Regions from separate parts of the Ovis aries genome. Here region 2 is linked to region 1. A link is a contact called in public Hi-C data. All regions are on one chromosome and are shown on one strand. Each heading gives the region's core, a stretch centred on a gene start, on an enhancer-like site or on the middle of the called end of the contact. The rest is flanking DNA. Distances are from core to core; before and after follow the strand shown.

What was found. A called contact is a pair of places that touch in the nucleus more often than the background predicts.
Region 2: a Hi-C map of skin fibroblasts shows a contact between it and region 1, with 4 times the contacts expected there. The contact joins two enhancer-like sites. A contact is called at or near these places in 6 of 16 Hi-C or Micro-C datasets (blood, muscle, omental adipose tissue and 3 more).

The regions. Positions count from the first base shown.
Region 1 is chr25:27,536,456-27,541,931 of ARS-UI_Ramb_v3.0, forward strand. The region is part of intron 1 of LOC105604982 (a long non-coding RNA gene); the gene reads right to left. Among named protein-coding and RNA genes, the nearest start is that of ASCC1, 16 kb to the left of the region's middle. Within about 2 kb of position 3,261, at least 19 of the 54 cell types and tissues checked have an H3K27ac peak or open chromatin away from gene starts, as enhancers often do. A contact at or near this core is called in muscle, where this site is marked.
Region 2 is chr25:27,585,689-27,591,164 of ARS-UI_Ramb_v3.0, forward strand. No RefSeq gene overlaps it. Among named protein-coding and RNA genes, the nearest start is that of DDIT4, 29 kb to the left of the region's middle. Within about 2 kb of position 2,388, at least 19 of the 54 cell types and tissues checked have an H3K27ac peak or open chromatin away from gene starts, as enhancers often do. A contact at or near this core is called in muscle, where this site is marked.

The DNA.
Region 1 (5,476 bases), core at 2,011-4,510:
GCACATGGTAGGTATGCTGCAGGCATTTACTGAGTGAATGGAAGTATGAATTTGTTGTATGTTTCTGTCTACCCTCATGTGGAAGCTGGGCTAGCTATGGTGCAGCATCCATACTGGAGAAATGCCTAAGGTAATTAATTGACAAGACAATAAGCCAGAGCCCAGCCCAGAGCTCTCTATAATGCTGTACTGACAAGTGGAAGCTGTGTCCAAAACAGCCATGGGAGGAGCCTGGGCAAATGATGCTGGTGGCTCCCTGCCTTCCTCATAGGCTCCTGCACACAGGCCCGATGGTGGTTCCACACATCAGCTCCACAAGCTGCCCTCCACCTCTCCAGATACTCTGATTTCTCCAGTCTGTCCAGTCTTCCTGCTGCTGCTGCTGCTGCTGCTAAGTCGCTTCAGTTGTGTCCAACTCTGTGCGACCCCATAGACTGCAGCCCACCAGGCTCCTCTGTCCCTGGGATTCTCCAGGCAAGAATACTGGAGTGGGTTGCCATTTCCTTCTCCACCAGTCTCCCTAGAGAAGCTGTTTCTCCAGAATCCACTTACTTCATTTTTATAATATAAGCTCTTTAGGGAAGGTAATGAAACCACATACAGTTTATTACCAGGAACAACAGCTGCTGCTGCTGCTAAGTCACTTCAGGCGTGTCCGACTGTGCGACCCCATAGACGGCAGCCCACCAGGCTCCTCTGTCCCTGGGATTCTCCAGGCAAGAATACTGGAGTGGGTTGCCATTTCCTACTCCAAAGAAACAACAGAGTGGATGTTTATTTCCAAATGTCTTTTATTCATTCTAAAGACATTTACTGAGCACTTACTCTGTGTCTAGCATGTGCTAGATGCTGAGGATATGCTGTCAACCAAGACAGTCATCAGCTTTGAGTTTATATAAATATATTAAAAGAGGTAAAAGAGTAATTTTCAGTCTAAAAACTGTATGATAACAGAAACCATGTAAAATCAGAGACAGCTAACCCAGCTGAGCAAGGGTTAGAAAAGAAGAAGGAAATGGCAACCCACTCCAGCTAAGACCTGGCGAACAGGTAGGTGGGGTGAGAAGGAAGGACTTTCTAGATGGAAGGTACAAAATATGCAAAGGCCCAAGAGTGAGGAAGGGCATTGTGCTTCTGTGGGGCTGTGGTTGCTTTGTTATGGATGATTTATAAAGGCAAGAGATGAGACAAAACTGGACCGGATGGGTTTTGATAAGGAATCTGAACTTCAACTAGAGGACAGTGGGGAACCCTTAAAGGGGTTGAAGTAGGGGAATGACAAGATCTGGTTTCACTTTAGAAATCTTAGCTGCAAGGAAGGAGAAGGCAATGGCAACCCACTCCAGTGTTCTTGCCTGGAGAATCCCAGGGATTGGGGAGCCTGGTGGGCTGCCGTCTATGGGGTTGCACAGAGTCGGGCAGGACTGAAGCGACTTAGCAGCAGCAGCAGCTGCTGCAAGGAACAGTGCAAATTAGCAGTGATAAGACCCAGATCCTTTTGGGAGCTGTCATGGAAATCCAGGGGACACCTAACTGAAACCTTAAAAATGTGGAGACAAGAGGATAGATTTTAACTGAGAGTTAAGGAATAGCCTCTGTGGGACCTGGTGACTCGTCAGACTTGGAGAATTCAAGTAGGACACCTGGGTTTCGTGTCTAAATAGCTGATGGACGGGATTCTATTCACTGAGACAGGGATACAGGGAGAGATATGGATTCAAGGAGATATCTGGCAGGTGACTTTCTGTCTATAGCTCAGGAGAGTGATCTAGGCTAGAGTTAGATTTGGGACTCTCCAGACTAGAGATATGCAGCCAAAGGTAGGCACGAATGGCACTGCCCAGGCAGAAAACCCACAGTGAGAAGAGAATTGGAACCTTCTCAGAGGAGGAGGAGCCCAGGAAAGCAACTGGCAGGAAGTCACCAGAAATAACTGAAAAATGAGGAATATGGCATCAAGGCAACCAGGAAAGGACATTTTAAGAAGGGGGCTGCTGCAAACATCAGTATCTGGGGTAGCCAAGCAGTTAAGTGACAGGGGTGAAGAAGGCCTTTGGACTTTACCAAGGAGCTTGTTGGTGACCTTGTCTCAAGAGCAGCCACCTAAGTGGTACAGTGGAGGCAGAGCCAGTCTGCTGTGGCTGGGAGAGTGAGTGGAAGGCGAAAATGTGAGGCCAAATCTAGGCAACACTTTTAAGAAGTTAAGTGGTAAGGGGAAGCAAAAATGAAGGTCAGGGAGGGTGACAGTTACAGGAAGAAACACAGTGAAGACATTTGTTTTTGGGAGAGGCCAGAAAGAAGGCATAATTGAGGGTGTGAGGTCCCTTGCAAGTGGGAGGGATGGGGTCCAGAGCCCAGGTGGAGCGATTATTAGAAAGGAAGGAGGGTGAAAGGGTAGTGCTGATGTGGGTAAATGCAGGTGAGGTGGCAGGAAGTTGAGGGAGTTCCTATCAGAAGTCTCCTATTTTCTCTGTGATGCAGGAGGCAAGTTGGTCTGTGGCCTGTGGCAGGAGGAGGCGGGAACAGTGGGATTGGGAATGGTCCCTGTGAAGAATGGGAAGGAGTTGACCAGGGTCAGACTGCCAAGCACATTCAGGGGCCATTTGCAGTTCAAGTCCCTAAATTTGCCATGGCACCAGTCATTGGAGAAGTATACCAGGAGCTCTTAGCAGCCTGGCAGTAGGAATAGAAAAAAAAAAAAAAATGCATAGTTGGTGGTTACACGGTAAGCACAAGAGGGAAAGCAGATGGTTGGTCTGAGGCTACTGAGGGAAAGGAGTGAAAACAAGAAGAGGCTGCCAGAGAGAGATTAGAAGGGTCAGACATTTCTCAAAGGCCTACTATTGTCTCTGGTAATATGTAAGGCAACAGAAATACAAAGAAGGGGCAATCGTTCCCAAACCTAGCTGGGCCTCAGAATTAAGCTTAATAAAAGTACAGACGCGCTAGCATGATTCCTGGGAGCCAGCAGGTCTATAATTGGGGGTTTCATGTAACTCTCCTGCAGCCTGTTGACAAAACACGTGGACCAGTGAAAAAAGCAGACAAGTAAGCAGAAACATGGAATCTATACAGCACCATAACTCCATGACTCTGGTCTATACGAGGTGCTGTGGAAGCCAAGAGGGCTTGGTGGTGGGAAGGAAGGGGAGATGACAAGGAAATCTTCCTAGGGAAGGTGAGCCTGGGCCTGAGCGGACTGGTCAGTCGGGGTTAGAGGGGAAGATGCCAGAGAAGCGTTCCAAGTACAGGGACTAGCACGCACATAGGCAGGGCTGCGTTCGTGGAACTCCGAAAGTCATCTGGTGTGGCTGGAGCTGAGCCTGTAAACTGAGGAGGGGTGTGCCCTCTCAGGAGAAGGAAGCAAGAACCAGACTGTTTTGAGCCATGCTCTACTTTCCATCAAGACAGCATTTCTCTGACAAGGCCAGGGTACACCTAAGAAAGAGACCAAGAATCCTGCCCTTCACAATGAATAACTCAGGATGCAGGCTCCTCAGGGCCTGGAAGGTTAAGCCCCTTAGGCTGGCATAAGGCATCGAAGTGATCTCTACCAGCCACTAGGCAATACTGTTCACAGTACTGCTGCTCTGGCTGAGAAACAAAGCATTGACAGATTTGTACTTATTTACTTACTTTTAGGGGAAGGCAGATGTTCCAAGCTCAGAATTACCGAAGGAACCTCCCTTCTGGGCTCTGAGCCAAACCAGGATAAGAGGCGGTCTGAAGGGATCAAATTTAAAGTATATGGACAATGCTGAGAGATGTTGTTCCCTCTGGACTGGTTTCTCCTCCTTCCTTGCCTGGCCCTGAAGGCCTGAAGTAAACTCCCACACCCTCTCTCCCTCTCCTTTTCTCAGAAATCTCCAGGCATATAAACCACACAAGCATGGGCATTTCATCTGTTTAGCAAACCTAAAGTTCATGCTTGGGGGTTGTTGGAGTCAGATTCTACCCACTTAACTTTCTGCACTCTCCAAAATACAGTAAGTCTGGAATATCCTATGAAGTCACGGTAACTTAGCTCTCCAACATATTGCCTAGAGGACAACCTAGGACCGTCTATCCTGGAACAGTGTCATTGCCCAGAGAAGACTCAAGGCTCATTCTGTGATACTGATTCAATGCTCAAGGCTAGAGTGCTTTTTGAAAGCACTCCTGATCATGAAAAGGAAAATCACAGTCTCCCAGCCTGCCTGAGATGGCAGCTGGAGGACCCAGGTGCTGTTGCCTCCAGAAACCTATAGACTTAGGAGCCAGGAAGAAAGCAAGACCTCATCCCCATGCCATCTCTCAGTACAGAGGAGAGTTCATTCTGAGAGCAGAGCTATAGAAGCAGCAGAAGCGGGGAGGGATACCCAAGGAGGAAGGCAGCATTGGGCTGTCTGGGAGCGCAAGCCCTGGCTGCACCCGTAGTTAAGCCTTACTCTGCTGCCAACCAGCGGGCGTCCTCATTGGGCAAATATGAAAGCAGAGGCTCAACCTCAAGACTTCTACACCTCTTCATGACCCCGGGGAATCATTGAATCTAAGAACAGAGGAACCATCATCCAGCCTGAGCTTTCGCAGTCTCTTTTGAGTCCTACTGGCTCTGTGGCCAAAATGAACTTTCCATGAAAAAAAAGAGTTCGGCTCCTAGAAGGTATCACTCTAATACTCCTCAGTTGAAAAGCTGCCAAGGGGAGGAGGACTCCCCTGGTTGTGCAGTGGCTAAGACTCTGTGCTCCCAACGCAGGGGGCCTGCTTCAATCTCTGGTCAAAGAATGAGATTCCACATGCTGTAACTGAAAAGATCCTGCGTGTCACAAACTAAGACCCAGTGCAGCCAAATAAATAAATTAATGTTTTCAAAAATTAAAAAAAAAAGCTGCTAAGGGGGATAGGAAAGGCTTCAGGAATGAAGGCAGGAGAATGAGTAACCATGAGGGCCCAGGCTCAGCACCCACACCTCTCATTTGGCACACAGGCTCTCGGGGTAGGTACAGGTCATATCCAGGCACTGGAGACTCGAAGAACGTTCATCATGGTTAATATGTAGTGAGGAATTACTATATGTGGGGCACTGTGCTAAGTCAGACACATGATGCCATTTACTTACGGGGGGAGAGGATAGCAGAAAGGCTATGTGGGGCAGAGGAAGCCACCAAGGAAGGGATGGCAGGAAAGAATCCCATAGTCTAAGAGCTGAAGGGGCCTCTGGCCCCTTGGCAACTGTATTCCTTTGGGCTAGGGCTGCCATAACAAAGTACACAGACTGGGTAGCTTAAACAACAGAAACTTAATTAGCTCATAGTTTTGAAGTCTGGAAGCCCAAGATCAAGATGCCACCATGGTTGGTTCACTGTGGTTGGTTCCTGCTGGAGGCTATGAGGGAAAGTATCTATTTTAGGCCTCTCTCCTTGGCTTATACATGATCACCTCCTCTCAGTGTCTCTTTACATCATCATTGCTCTATGCACGTCTCTGTATCAAATCT
Region 2 (5,476 bases), core at 1,138-3,637, 48 kb after region 1:
TCTAGTCCCTGCTTCACTCCTAGCTTCTGATGGTTTGCAGGCAAGCTCTGGCATTCCTTGGCTTGGAGAAGCAGCCCTCCCGTCTCTGCTTTATCTTCACAAGTTGTTCTGTCTGTGTATATGTGGCTCTCTTCGTGTGCCCAAATTTCCCCTTTTTATAAGGGCACCAGTCAGATTGGATCGAATCCACCCTGTTGGGTGGATCTTAACTAAAGACATCTGCAATGATCCTATTCTTGAATAAGTTCACATTCTGAGGTACTGAGGATGAAGACTTCAACATAGGAGTTTTGTGGGGGACACAATTCAGCCCATAAAAACCACAGTGAAAAATTATGGCTACCCTGCACGCAGTATCAGACTGCAGGCAGGGGAAAAACACCTCTGGTGATGTTTCAGGGCCGTGCTCACAGCAAGTCTTCAAAATGTGTTTCCTGATTTGTGTTAAATCTGGTGCCAATAAGCTAAAAGGGCTGAAATCTCCCATTTTCCACAATGAGTCCTCCACTGGCCATGAACTAAAAGGATTTTTAACGACCAGTACTGTTTCCAGACAAGTACTTAATAAACTCTTTAAAAATAACTGGTTCTCTTTGGTTGGCTCAACTCTGCAATCCTGGATGCCATCTTGTTTCTACTATTTCTGTCCTCAGAGAAGAGGTAAAATTCAGCTAGAGCCGGCAGAATGACACACTGTCTTGTTTTGCACGTGGATAGCTTATTTTATTTAAATTTTTTCCCTTTAAGATTTTAGGGAGAAAGTCTTCACACAAATAGAAATCCTGCAAGAATGGCACAATAGACACCTACGTACCTTCCACTTAAATGCAATGATTGTTAACCTCTTGCAGGATTTGCTTTATCTGTAGCAAGCTTTTTTAGTGAACCACTTGAAAAGAAGTTGCTGGCATCATGATATTTTAGCCCCAAATATTTAGCCATGAATTTCCTAGGAATGAGGGCTTCCCTGGTAGCTCAGCTGGTATAGAATCTGCCTGCAGTGCAGGAGACACCAGTTTGATTCCTGGGTTGGGAAGATCTGGGGGAGAAGGGATAGGCTACCCACTCAAGTATTCCTGGGCTTCCCTGGTGGTTCAGACGGTAAAGAATCCACCTGCAATGTGGGTAGACCTGGGTTCAGTCCCTGGGTTGGGAGGATCCCCTGGAGAAGGGAATGGCTACCCGCTCCAGTATTCTTGCCTGGAGGATTCCATGGACAGAGGAGCCTGGCGGGCTACAGTCCATGGGGTCGCAAGCAGGACATGACTGAGTGATTTTGACTTTCCCTAGGAACAGACTGTTTTCCTATATAAGCACACTGAGAAAACCAATAGTTCCATAGTATCATCTCATATCCAGTCCATACTCAAATTTGACAAGGCTGATTTTTCAAAAATTCTGAATCTGATGAATTTCAAATCTGTGAAGTTTAGGGTCTTGACAGTATGACCAGTGTAATGGGAAATTTTGGAGCTCTTGAAAATTAACCTAGTATCTAGAACTCTTTGAACCATACCACACTGACGTTCCCTTTCTTCATTTCCTTTCTCTAGTGAGCCAGCTCTCTGAAAGCCCAAATGCATGCTTGGGGTGGGGTGCTCCTGGAATTCCTTTTATTCTAAGACTGAGATTAATTCTAAGACTTACTCTTAGGAGCACCTGAAGGAAGGCCTCCTGGCCTGGGGGCCTGCTACACTTGCCTGGGAGGCCCCTAGAGGGAGTTGCAAAGACTGGATTGGGGGTGCAGGGACACAGGCTCCACCAGACCTTGACTGAGGTGGAGACTCCCAGACTTAGCACCACCCTCTCCAAAGCTGGCCAGGTGCCAGCCCACCATGGTTGCCAGCGCTGCCATTGTCACAGCCTCTTTCTGGGGATTTCCAGACAGTGGCCTAGAGGATCATCCTGGCCTCCAGAAAGGTGACTGCAAATGAACAGTGAAAGAAGAAAAAGAGGAAAATTCAGCAATGAACTTCTCTGAGTTTGCAGGGGACAGTCCTCTTCCCCTTATCTGCAAATCCAGGGTTCAGGATTAAACCTTTGGTTTTATTTATTTATTTATTTTATTTTTTTAAACCTTTGGTTTTAAAAACTGTTTCATAACTAGGAACAGCATTAATCAGTAGAACTGTGCAAATAAAAAGGGGGCCAACAAAGATGGAGGGTGTGGGGAATAGCTGGTTTGTGATTCAGAACCGCCTCCCCCTCCAACCCCCAGGCTTGTTTGAGCTTGGCTGCAAGTTTCAGCCAATGTATTTCTGGATGGGACAGGAGCCAGGGGTCAGATAAAGTTCCAACATATTTTGCAGCAGGCCTGACACTTTGCCCAGTGCTCTGGGCCTGTGACAGCTGCCAGGATGGTGCGTTGGGAAAGTTAGGCCAGATGGAGCTGGTTTAAATGGGTCTGAGGGAACAGGCAGTTGACTAACCAGACGACTCAGCAACACCCAGCACAATAACAACACCATTGAACCAACATGACTTCCTGGGCCACCAGAGGTCCTGCACGCCATTCCTGGGATATCACTAGCAGCCACCATGCTAATCCCCCCACCCCACTCCCGGCATCCCATTCCCATCTTATTATCTTTAGTAAAACAAGTAAACGCTGAACACACCAAGCACCTGACATGCATTATCTAACTTAATCCTAACAACAGCTCAGTGAAATAGGTATTGTTATTACCCCCAGACAGACAGGTAGACAATTTGTTTTTGTGTAAGACAGCTTACACAAATAGTAACAGATGCACCTGCAGGTATGAGGCCCATTTTAAACACTTCCCAGGCGTTGCCTAATTTAGTGGGGAAACCGAGGCACAGGAGGCAACGCCATTTGTCCCGGGTCACAGGGTTGGTAGGTGTGAACAGGAAACCACTGGGAACTAGGGGAGTCCAGAGGGAGGGCCCACGCCTGCACCACCCCGTGACTGTCCAGATGGGAAACCTTTTCTAAGACAGGCAAGGGGAAGAGAGACTGGGTTGAGATCCGAAACAAAGTGGAGGCGAAGGTCTGCGCTCTTTTCCGTTTCCTGACAAGCATAATGAGCGGCACCCGTGGGAATAGAAACGCAGACATCTGACCCTGAGCCCTTGGCCGCTCTTCCTTCCTCTCCCCTGGCCCCGTTGGTCTGGACTGTGCGGTCTCAGGCCTCACGGGACAGTCACTGTGGGACAGAGGCAAGCGGGCAGGCTGCAGGGGTCCTTCTGTTTTCACCGAGCTGCATCTCACCCCTCTCAGAGGCGCCCAGCGGACAGTGAGGGGCTGCCCTGTGCACCTCCCACAGCCGAAGCTGACTGTCTCAAATCTGCAGTTGAGCCGGCTGGGTCCAGACCTGCACGGAGGCCAGGCTTCCCGTCACATTGTGGAACTCTTCTGATAGCCCAAGGCCGCCTGCAGCAATGTCACCTGGCGGGTAGAGATAGTCTGCTCTTTGTCCTCAGCAGCTCTGCTTTCACCTGCACGTGGACAAACTCACGCACCCAGGGGAGCTGCTGTCCCCTGTCCCAGCTGCCTGCATGCACTCAATGGCCTCTGGATGGACTCCGAGGAAGGAACACCAAGGCCTTGCTTTGGAGCACCTGCCTACACACTCCAAGGCAGCTCCTCCAACACAAAGGCACCATCAGAAGGGTTCTCAGAGGAGGTGATGTCTAAGCAAAGTACTACATAGAAAATAAACCGTGACAATGTCTGTATCCTGCTCCTCAGGGGTACTTCGGTTGGTGTATGCTGTTGACTTTCTTATGTTTACAGACATATCTGTGCCTTTATATACATGCTCCTGACATTTTAAAAATGTCATGCTCTGACATTTTTAATTAGAAAGGAACCAACTTCCTTTCTTTACTTCTCGAGACACCAGGAACATTTTTCCATGTGGGTTTATATCCATCTAATGGCTGCCTAGTATCCCACCATGCCATCATTTACAACAGCAATCCCCTACTGATGGACATGTAGGTTGTTCTCAGTGTTTTTGCTAATCAGTCATCCACCCTTTCTTCCTTCACACAAATATTTATTAACCCCTGACTATGTGCCAGGCATCTTGGTAAATGCTGGATATACAGAGATAAAGAAAGTGTACACGGTCTCCCAATCATAGATCTTTCAGTCCAGTGGAGAGACAAACTTCTAATCCCAAGGTGCAAAGAGCTGAGGAGGTAAGGAGGTGCTGAAGGGACTATCAGAGCCAGAGCCCCTGCTTTCCTGGACACTGGGGAAGGCCTCTCTGGGGTGGTGACATTTCAGCGGAGATCTATGCCAGGAGCCAATCATTTGAGGAGTGTAGGGAAGAGCATTCTGGGCAGAGGGAACAGCATGAACAAGGACAGAATCGTATGAACACCATGTGTGTGGTCTGTTTGGGGAAGTCTGAGATTCCCCCTAAGGTGACAGTGTAGGGGTGAGGTTGGGGGTGAGGCTAGATAGGCTGGGTAGAACTCAGGTGAGAAAGCCTTGATACCAAGCCAAGGAACTTGGACTTGATTCTCTCAACAGAGCCTCTCAACATGTCACTGAGTCTAGACAGAATACTGCCGGCTCCTGCCTAAAAGACACAGGAGAATATTAATGTTCAGGAGGAAATCTCTGCTTTAAATGGAAGGTTCGTTTTCCTGCTAGAAGTTAAAAGTCTGTCCTGAGCTTTAGGGCCAAGCACGTTTACCTTATTACTGAGTTCCCCAGAAATGTGACCCAGAGAGATCAAGGATTTGCCCAAGAGAAACAGCAAACTCACCGCCAAAGGCAAAACCTAAAGCCCCAACAGCCAGCTTTCAGCTCCTGCGCTAAAGCCCGCCCCCTTTCACCTGGGCATTCTTTCTGGCAGCCACTCAAAACAGGAAGCGGGTGAGGAAATGCATTTTCAGAATTTGTGGAACACCCACGACTGTCAAGCACTGTGCCTGGCCTGGGAGGTACAGGCCTGTGAGGCCAGCCTGGAGGGTGCTCACAGCCCCGAAGACAGCATGAGTCCCCAGTCATCCTCACTCCAGAAATCCTCCCTGCCCCGCCTCCCCCCAGAAAAGTTGCTGAAAAATCATGCGTAACAAAGTGGCCAGGGGTTTCCTGCTTTGGTAAGCTGGCTTACTCAATTTCCCTCATTTGTCCACCCGGCCCAGACGGAGCAAAGGGCAGCCATCAAAGGTGTCTGGGTCGAGGCTCCGGCAGCCGGGTGAATGGGCCGCTGGGGACTCAGTCTGGTCTGGGCCGGGGGCGGGGGAGGGGCAAGGCCGGGGCCGCCGGTGCCAGGGGCGTGCTGCGCGCTACGCGTGCTGGAGGGCGCGAGCCGCCGCGGTCGGATGAGGCAATCGCGGGGAACGTGCGGCTGGGCCCGTCAGGGGCTGCGGCTGGGAAGTGGGAGGGGAGGGAGCCGGCGGGACCGCCCGCAGCAGTTCAGCCCTCTCCCCGCGCCGCTGCTCTCCCAGCCACCTGTGCTGGGCTCCAGGGCGGGCGCGTCGGCTTCTGGCTCGG